Linked DNA regions of Mus musculus: region 1 is linked to region 2. The links are chromatin contacts, called in public Hi-C maps. All regions are on one chromosome and are shown on one strand. Each heading gives the region's core, a stretch centred on a gene start, on an enhancer-like site or on the middle of the called end of the contact. The rest is flanking DNA. Distances are from core to core; before and after follow the strand shown. Region 1 overlaps Mir100hg (Mir100 Mirlet7a-2 Mir125b-1 cluster host gene). Region 2 has its middle 13 kb from the start of Gm25401.

Region 1 (5,123 bases), core at 478-2,977, 220 kb before region 2:
AGTTGTGTGTCTGAATGTGAGTCTGTGTATTTTATGAGGCCAGAGGTACCAGGTCTTCAGGAGCTGGAGTTATAGATGGTGGTGAACCACTTGACATTGGTGCTCGGGTCCTTTGGAAAAGCAGCAAGTGCCTGAACCACTGAGCCGTCTCTCTAGCCCCCAAATTACATTTTTAAAATATAGTGATAAGCCACAAAATCACTTTGGCAATAAGTCATAGGTGTCACTAAGGAAAATATTTGTACGGCTTGTCTTCTCAGTGTTGGAATAAATCAGGCCCAGGAATGAAGAGGACGCATGGTGGAGATCAAGCATAAAGACCTCTGACAGAATCCTCCGCAATTGTTATTTTCATCTGAAACCGCAGCTTGTAATATAGCAACCCCCAGTGTTAGTTTTCTACATAACCATTTCTGTATCTTGATTTCTATTAGCGTATTTTCTTCTCATATTATGTGACATTTAGGAACAAACAGAAATCATTTAACCATAAATTGGTAAGCAGGTATAAAAGGAAAAACCAACATCCAGCCTCCTCCTCCACAAATACTGTCCCATAACCAGGAAACATTATACACATGTGTGAGAGAATCATATAGAGCCTATTATTCTGTACAATTGATATATATATATATGTATATATATATATATATGAAAAGGTGTAAACCTAGACAATTTACAACATAATTATATATATTAAGATTATATTTATTATATACAATATACATTCATTTATATTATTACATAATTATATAATTATGTCACCAAATTATAATATGCACACATATTTATAAAGTACATGAAAAACTGTAGAATGGACTACAGTTTTATCCATTTGTCTTCGAGGCATGTTCTAAAAGCTGATGCTGGGATTTGCTTTCCTCCACCTTTTTAAAGATCTATCTTGACTACAGTTTTTAACCACTGTGTCCCAAAGTTAATTGAGCAAGAAACCAGGTAAGAAATTTTAAGTCTTCCTGAAGCAATATCTCTTGATTTGCCTACACCTATTTGAAAGGAGCCAAGTGCCAGGTTTGAGTGTATTTGATTTTTAAAACAGAGCATATCGAAACCAACAACATAAATAGCTGTAATTTTTTAAGTCCTAAAAAGGCTATTCAAAGTACTATCTGGTAGAGAAATTACAAGATGTTTCTAGAACACAGAGGAAAGAGAGTCCTTAGAAATGTTTTTGCCAACCTAGTTATAGAAAAGCAATCTTCTAAAAATATAATTTCTCCCAATGTTTCATTTGTCTAGATGAATGTGGCCCACAGCACAGAAACAAATCCTTAATAAGGTTGAAATGAACAGTGGTTATACTTTATTTATATTAGGTTTGTGTTTCTATAGCAATTTTTAATTTTTTTCTATCTTGTCTAACATTTTTAAATTTCCCAAGCGGCTGGGATACAACTTGAAAGTAAAACAATTAAACCAGTCACCATCAAAGAGTGGTCTTGATAAGGGCAGCAAATGTTTATTGGTCTCACAAAACATCATATTTACGATTTGCTTGTGGTAGAAAAACAAATTCACTATCAAAGAACTCTGGTGCTCTAACTCTACATATTATCAAGATGCTGGAGAGGAGCTGGAGGGAAGCTCTGTGCTTTTAATTTACTTCTATTTAGAAAGAAAGCCACTTGAGTCACCCTGGCTTGCTTTCCTTAGTGTGAGTCATAGTGCATTTCCTTCAGTCTCTGAGTGTTTCTATGTAAACAAACTATGTAGTTCACTTGGGGATAGAAGTCACAGTATTTGAGATTACAAAGACCTATTAGATCATCCGGTCTGGCCCACAAGAGATAGTCTCAAGATAGAGAACACAGCCATTGGTCTCTGCCAGCAGGTCAAGAAGAAGAAGTTGGCAAAAAAAGTTTTTTTTCCATGCTGTTTTGGTTTTTAACTTATCTAATAGTGCTTTGGTCACTTCCCAAGTGGGCTAGTAAAGTTACCATCAAGCAGCTGTGCTTATCTGAATCTCTAACCTTCCACACACCGCCATTTGTTGGAAAGATGATCTTGTTTGCAAAATATGAACAGTGAAGACTCTGCTCTTTAAACCTTGCAAGCACTATTCTGTCAGTGAAGAAAGCCAAGGGCTCAGTTTTTGTCTACTGTTCTTCAGTTCTTTTTCACTAAGCAGAGAAATCAGACGTTCCAACCCGACCTTAACAAAGCGGGAGTGGGGACCATAGAACACAGTGTGGTTGCGATGTAGTGTTTTACAAAGCAAAGTAGTGTCCATTTCTGCTTTCCATTCTTCATGGACTCCAGTAAAAAGGTGTTGTGATAAGGGGTGATGTGAAACAATAGGAATCATAAATCAATAAAGGCAACATCCATTCTGACAGCCGTCTCCTTTCTGAGTTCTTAGTGTCTTATTTCATGTACAGATGACAGAGTCCACTTTTCAGGATTATACCCATATCATATCAATATTACTAAAACAGTAAGAGCCACATACAAACTAAACATATCTGCAGGCACATGTGTACAGGCACGTGTGTACAGAGGAAAAGCTAACAAGGAGTAGGGAATAACCTAATGACCCAAAAGATAAATTAAGAAAGAAAAAAAAAACAGATCCAAACATTATGAAACATTATTCCCATTTGCTGAACACCAACCAAGGTAGCCCTGGAAGAAAATATATTTTTATTGAGTTAGAACTTCCGGTGTCAGCAGTGAAAGAGATTACTTTATGTTAGAATTGCTATGGGAGAAAAGTATGGTCCTTGACTTCCACAATCTGCATCCACAGCAAAGCTTTGCATTCCATTTCAGCATATTACAGATTTGAGGATTTGGTGGGAACTCTATACAACTCTCCATGGGCAGTGAGTTCGCCCTTTGCCGGGTTTTCTCGGAATGAAACGGGAGGCAACAGATATGGTCTCTGCCCTTTCTACCCACAAGGGTTTTTGTGAAAGACAATCATGATCATCTCCCACACCCCTGTCTCCTACGGGATGAAAAGTGGCGGTACTTGGAAATGCAGCGCTTCTGTTAACCTGCCTATGTTGGCCTAGAGTGAACTAGAGTTTGGAGGAAAGCAGACTTCCCTCAGTTTCCCCTATCTGAATATCTTAACATAAAGATTACTTTACAAAAATTGGGTAAAGATGAGAGAAACCCAGAGGACCGTGAAGGGCAGAAAATCCTTGCACCGTGTGCCTGAGAGAGTAGGAAAGGAACAAAGAGACATCGAGGAACCAAAGCCGGAGCTATCAGGGTTGGCCACCATCAGTGAGGTCCAGTTCCATCTTCTGGTTCCAGAAGGCCATCAGAGGAATTCTGAACCCTAACTCCATTCTCTACTTTCCCTCCAACTTCTTACTGGTGACTTCTGCGGCTAAGCATATTGAGAAGCAATAGGGTAAAGGCACTGCTGGGACTGTACACGAAGGAGCCTCTGAGGCACAGAACAACATAAGAAAGAAGAGCCGGCAAGGACATACAGAGCCCGCTAAACTTAGAACCATGCACGGTCACAGGACACTGTGTCTGCTGTGTTGAGAACTATGTTGGTCGATTGGTTAAGAGTAATGTTCCACTTGTAGCATGACGTTTGGCATGTGCCTGTTAGAAGACATCAAAATCATACCCATGTGCATTTCCAACTGGAACCATAGAACATAAATGGTAAAGTTGAACGGAGACAGTGCTCTGCCAAGCTGAGGTCTGAAATTGGCGCTTTTACATGTCAAACAACTCTCCGGGATAAATTTAGCTTTATAATGCTGACCTCAGAATGCACAAAGTTCAGAATTACTTACAAGCCTTAAGAAACGTTAAACTGTGTTCAGAACAGTTTTAGCTTTAATAAGAATAATTTCTTTATTTTAATAGGTAGTGTCCTAGTTAGGGTTATCATTGCTGTGATGAAACATTGTGATCAAACACAAGTTGGGGTGAAAAGAGTTTATTTGACTTACACTTCCACATCACAGTCTATCATTGAAGGAAGTCAGGACAGGATCTCAAACAGTGCTGGAAGCTGGAGGCAGGAACTGGTGTAGCGGCCACAGAGGGACGCTGCTTATTGGCTTGTTCAGCTTGCTCTTTTATAAAACTGAGGACCACCAGCTCAGTGATAGAACACCTCATAATAGACTGGTCACTGCTCCAAGTATCACCAATTAAGAAAATGACCCACAAGGCTTGTATACAGCCTAATCTTATAGAAGCATTTTCTCAGTTGAGGCTCCCTCCTCTCAGATGATTCTAGCTTGAGTTAAGTTGACACAAAACCAACCAGCACAGGTTGTCACCCGTACACCTCATATAGGGACATTCTAGTAAAATGATTACCCGAAATCTTTGTATTTTAGGCATGGCAGACGATAAAAAGTTTATTTCCAGGAATTTTTTTTAACCTTTCTGTCTAGTGTTCAGGGATATGCTTTCCTTAAATTAAAATGTTATTATTTTATGTGTGGTTATGTATATGTGTTGTGTGAGAGAGCAACAGAAAAAGAGTGGCATAGAAAGACACAAACACAAACACAGAGTGGGGGATCAGAGACAGAGACTAAAAGACAGAGCCTATCAGGAGAACCCTACCAGGAGTCACAGCTCTGTCTTTCCACTATACCATCAGGAGATTAGTCTCAGGCTGTTTGATTTGTGCAAAACCGAGATATCTCATCATCTCTGAAATCCTTTGATCTTGCTTGATTTATTGTGGTTTTCATATAGGTTTTGCCATATCAGCAGCACCTAATTGCATAATAATGAACAAATAAGTTAAGACTCCCAGCCACTTAGAGTTTAGAGAACACATAACTGCGAACACCATCATGTCTCCATGAGGCATGTCCACACTGGATGGAAGTATCCTATCGCTGCAGTGGTTCAGCCTCATCATAGAACATGAGCTGCTCCAGTCTGGAATTCCAGTTATGATCTGAATTCTATACATTTTATTCCAATTTACAAGTGGCAACCACAGAACACTTGGGGCCTTATTCATCAAACAATAAGACATTCTAGAATTCCCGGACTAGATGAACTTTTTATACATGTGGTCGGGCAGCCCTTGATGGAAAGGAATCAATGTTTAGTGTGGTATGGCAGTGGGTTGGCCTGGTGTGGTTTGTCTCTGTAAGTTGCCAGTT
Region 2 (4,495 bases), core at 56-2,555:
AGCCCAGCCCTCAGATATTTTTAAAGGAACTGTCTTTGCACACTTGCTTGCTCTGCTGAGTGTGACATCATCATCACCTGATGTTACAGAACAATGCTTTAAAGTTGGATCCACTTTCTCAAAAAAAAAAAAAAAAAGAAAGAAAGAAAAAAAAAGATTTAAAGGTGCAAACCTCAGTAAATCAGTGAGTTCACAGCACATGATATTTTTCTTGGCTTGCATCTAGTTCCCATGAGGATCTTGATTTAAATTGTTCATTACAAACTGTCTCTGCCTTCTGCTGGTTATCTCCCTCCAAAACTACACTTTATCACTACACATACTCTTAAAAAGATACAGTCGTTCCTGAGAAGCAGAGAGTTGAATATTTTTTTAAAAAGACATTTTTTTGCACATTAAACAGGAAAAAAGCTCTTCTCTCTCTCTCTCTCTCTCTCTCTCTCTCTCTCTCTCTCTCTCTCTCTCTCTCTCCCCCTCCCCCCCATCCCCAAGGGTTCTCAATTCAGCCTCCAAACCTACCAAAAGTTTCAGAAACAATGACAGAAATAAGCTAACTCCCTTCTATCTTTGGCAGCACAAAAGCTAACTTCATGAAAGCCACCCTTGCCAAGAATTAATGCCATGCAAACCACATCCACATTTGACTGTGACTGCTACATCGGTTCACCACAATATTTACTTGAAAAACATATAATTTGCAGTAGAGAAGAAAGAGAAAGAAGAAAGAGAAAACTCCTGTACCAAAAAAAAAAAGTTTCTTTCAAATGCAAATTAATCCAAAGATATATCTTTCCCTGTTTTTGGAAAATCACTCTAGCATAAGAAAACCATAGTTCGCGTGGGAAAAAAAATATTGGTATATGAACACCCACCAGTTGAAAAGACAATTAAATTGCTGTCAGTTCCCTGAACTACTAAGAAAAGACGACTCCTGACTCTGGAAGCCTTGAGAGTACTTGATTAGCTTCTACTGACCTAAGAAGTCTTCTGGTCCCAGGTAGCCAACAACATTCTTTTCTTCTCCAGTGAGATGCTGGTGTGAACATCAGAGGGCATTGTATTACTGAACTGATCAGAAAATAACATTGTTACTGATCTTCTGAGAGAGAGAGAGAGAGAGAGAGAGAGAGAGAGAGAGAGAGAGAGAGAGAGAGAGGCAAAGCACAATGTAATGGAGCATTCTTCCTGGTAGGGAAAAAAAAAAGTAAAGGCAGCCCTGCTGGACTGAGTTCAAACATAGCTGACAGACTCCGGGAGAATTTACACTGAGCATGCTTGCCTGCGCGGCTTGCATGAGACACTCTTAATGAATATTACTTCCTTCCCACTGGCTAGCCCTGGAAGTCCACACCCTCCCCTCTTTCAGAAGTCAGGAACTTAGCATCAGCCAAAGCCCAGAAAACAGACTTCCAGGGAGGCCTTGTCTCCCTGATCCATAAACTTTCAGGTTATGACCTGCGGGTCAGCATGACAAATAGAACATGGGGTGAGTTTTCTCTGCCCTTGATTATGTTCCCGGCTTTGTGCCTGCCTGTCCGAAATGGCAGCTACCCCAGAGAGAAGAAAAACAGACGGCTGGCTTTTTCTCTAAAGAAAGAGCTGTCCCAAATGCCTGGATAAAGGCCTTTCTCCAGCCAGCTCTGGGAGCCAGGTCAGAAGGAAGGTTTTTCTTGTGACTTAAAATTCATTGCAATTATTTTTAACTTCTGGCTACAATGAACTAAAATGCCTACCAGTTTTGAAAGCTTACCTGTCACCTCTCTCTAAAATGCTGTGTAACTAAATCTAATCTAAGAATACGCTTAGAATCCATTTTAGCCTGATGTGTCTAACATGCGCATTGCATCCGTGGGCATTCAGCCGACACTGTAAGGCAGGTATTTCTTATTGTTGTGGTTGTTGCTGCTGCGGCTGCCACTGTTGCTTTCCATACAATATTTTCCCTTTCCCTAAGACAGAAAGTCTAAAAATTTAAAAATAGGCTATTTTTCTGACGGTCTTGGAAGACAAGATTGTTACTCAGGGAAGAGGGGACGTGGGGAGGGAAGCCTCAGACAGCATTCACAACAAAAACAGAGGGCACTTTCCTTTTTGAGGAATGATATTGAAATCTATTTTATTATCCACCTGATATTTTCAGATTCCCGTTTATAAGTGCCAAATGACAGTTATATAACATTAAATACTCATTTAAATGACAGTGCTTACTTATCCAGCAAGCTCCAGCAAAGCACACACAGAGTTTTGTTTGAAAAACAATGACATTAGAGTTTAAAAGGGCAAAAGAAACTACGCTTACAAAGAAACATTATCCTCGCAAGCCTCTGAGACAAAGCTTGCCTGGCCAGCATTGATCCATGATTGACAAAAGGTATCTGTCTAAACCTGACAAGAAAGCCAGCTTCTCCTAGGGCCTGTAGCCATGACACAGCCATGCTGTGCTTCTGGTTGGTCCTGTTGTCTGAGGCTGTTGTTACACAAACATCTCCTTGCCTCCTGCTCTTGAACAAATTCAGTCACTCACACGTGCCTCCTTTTCTGTAATTCTGAGAATTTTGGGAGTGTTCAGACATGGGACTTGTTTTGTTTGTTTTCATGCTTTCTCTAAGGGAAGAAAAAAGCTGAGCCCCCCTCCCCAACACACATACACACTGCAAGGTGTTTATATGTACGAGAAAGAGAGCAAATGGATTTCTCAGATGTTAGATTAAGCCAGAGAAAAAGAGAGTTTGGAATGGCTGAACCATCCTCATGGCAAGACATCGTAGAGGTCAGAGAGGACCCATGGCACAGCAAAAAGGGCAGGGACCCTCAGCCTGTAGTAGTGTCTTAGCCTACAACGTCTCCACCCCCCTTCACCAGGGCCCATGTTTGTGTCTCTCTCTCCATAACATAGTGTGACCTCTGGATCTAGTTTCCTGTTCTAGGCAACACGAAGACCTGAGTGAGGTTGGCCATGCTTTTCTTCAGTCAAAAACATCAGAGACATGTTAGGAAATAGTCGTGAAGGCATGGCTGGGATACACCCTAGAAGCCTCTGTATTTAGATAGGAAATCATGGGATGTCATGGGCAGCTTTTGTAAAGAATCAATTCATCTAGAGCAATCCTTTGCCAAGATTCAAATGTCAGCCAATAAGTTGCTTCCCAAATCTGTGGAGGAGATATCTCACACATCCCAGAAATCACAGGTAACACGAAACCATATGGCTTCAGCACTCCCTCCTTTACACAAAGCTGTCATAAAGTGCCATTTGCACATTAAGCACAATAAGAGATCGATAAGAACTACTTTTAAAAGGTAGAGCAATCACTAACAGCATACTGGCTAAGTTAGACATGGTGGCATAAGCCTGTAATCCCTACTACTCAGAGCCTAAAGCAAGAGGATCAGGAATCCCAGAAGAGCTCCAAGAGTGAGGTCAAGGCAAGGTCAAGGCTAGCCTGTGCAATTTCGTGAGACTCTGTTCTGAAATTTCAAAATCTAAAATAAAAGAGTTCTGGGAATATAGTTCAATGATAGGGCGGAGGTCTAGCATACATATCCCCTGGGTTTAATCCTTAAAACAAAAGTGGGTGGTGATGTTAAGTAAAATAAAGATTATTTGAACGCTAGCACCAAGAGAGCTGGTTATGTGCATACAAAGTGGAAATGCTCAAAAAAAAGGGAAGGCTCACGCTCAAGGAAGAAGAGAGTGGAATTGAATGCAGTTCCATGGCACTAAAAATACCATGCAACCAAAAATCTGCAAATTATCCATATAGAGCACTTTTATTTAACATCTTCAGACCCCAATTGACTACTTCCTGAAATCAAAGTTTAGATAAGAGACAGCTTTATGTAGTAATTCATGGATCACAGCGGGCATGAGTACCCAGGACACAAAGCTTTTGTGGGAGCTGAGGTAAAGAGTGAGCAGGGAAGGGAACCTAGCAAGGCGCCAGATCTTGAGATGGTGTGGCAGATAGGGATGGGAAGAAGCTAGCTGCAGGCTTTGTTAACAAGCTTGGACAACTAACATGATATGCAAATGAACATGAATCCTAATGAGCAAAGAAACCCCTAGGTATATTAGCTTTGAGAATCAAGGTGCCTAGAGCAGAAATAGAGTCTTCTAGAGAAATAATCTGTTGATGAGAAACAGATTAAAAATTAAATATTTACACGCCCATTGTCTCAGACATCCCACTAACGAATCCCCCACGGAGCATCATATGTTGCCTGCCCTCTCAGGCTCTTGTTCCCAAGACGCTTTAAACCCGCAGGACTGAAAAGTTCTTGATCTGCCCACCTTTTCTTTACCTACCGTCACCCCAACATCACCTGCTTACCCCCCACGCAACTTTAAAAGCCTAGAGAACCATGTGGATTATACGCATTCGCAGCCCCTCTGAGCATCTCACTGCATGGCCCTTGCCACGGACAGTAAATATTACACTGCTCTCTACAGAGGCGCCTTCTAGACTAAGGCCATCTTCATATCGTAAGAAGAATT

What was found. Hi-C and Micro-C count contacts between places; a contact is called where the count stands out from the background.
Region 1: a contact with region 2 is called in a Hi-C map of uterus. The contact joins two enhancer-like sites. A contact is called at or near these places in 2 of 39 promoter capture datasets (the 3T3-L1 cell line and embryonic stem cells), 1 of 484 Hi-C or Micro-C datasets (uterus) and 1 of 115 datasets of contacts at active chromatin or transcription factors (embryonic stem cells).

The regions. Positions count from the first base shown.
Region 1 is chr9:41,542,610-41,547,732 of GRCm38.p6, reverse strand. The region is part of intron 4 of Mir100hg (Mir100 Mirlet7a-2 Mir125b-1 cluster host gene); the gene reads right to left. Among named protein-coding and RNA genes, the nearest start is that of Mirlet7a-2, 8.5 kb to the right of the region's middle. Within about 2 kb of position 1,727, at least 53 of the 459 cell types and tissues checked have an H3K27ac peak or open chromatin away from gene starts, as enhancers often do. A contact at or near this core is called in uterus, where this site is marked.
Region 2 is chr9:41,323,856-41,328,350 of GRCm38.p6, reverse strand. No RefSeq gene overlaps it. Among named protein-coding and RNA genes, the nearest start is that of Gm25401, 13 kb to the left of the region's middle. Within about 2 kb of position 1,305, at least 122 of the 459 cell types and tissues checked have an H3K27ac peak or open chromatin away from gene starts, as enhancers often do. A contact at or near this core is called in uterus, where this site is marked.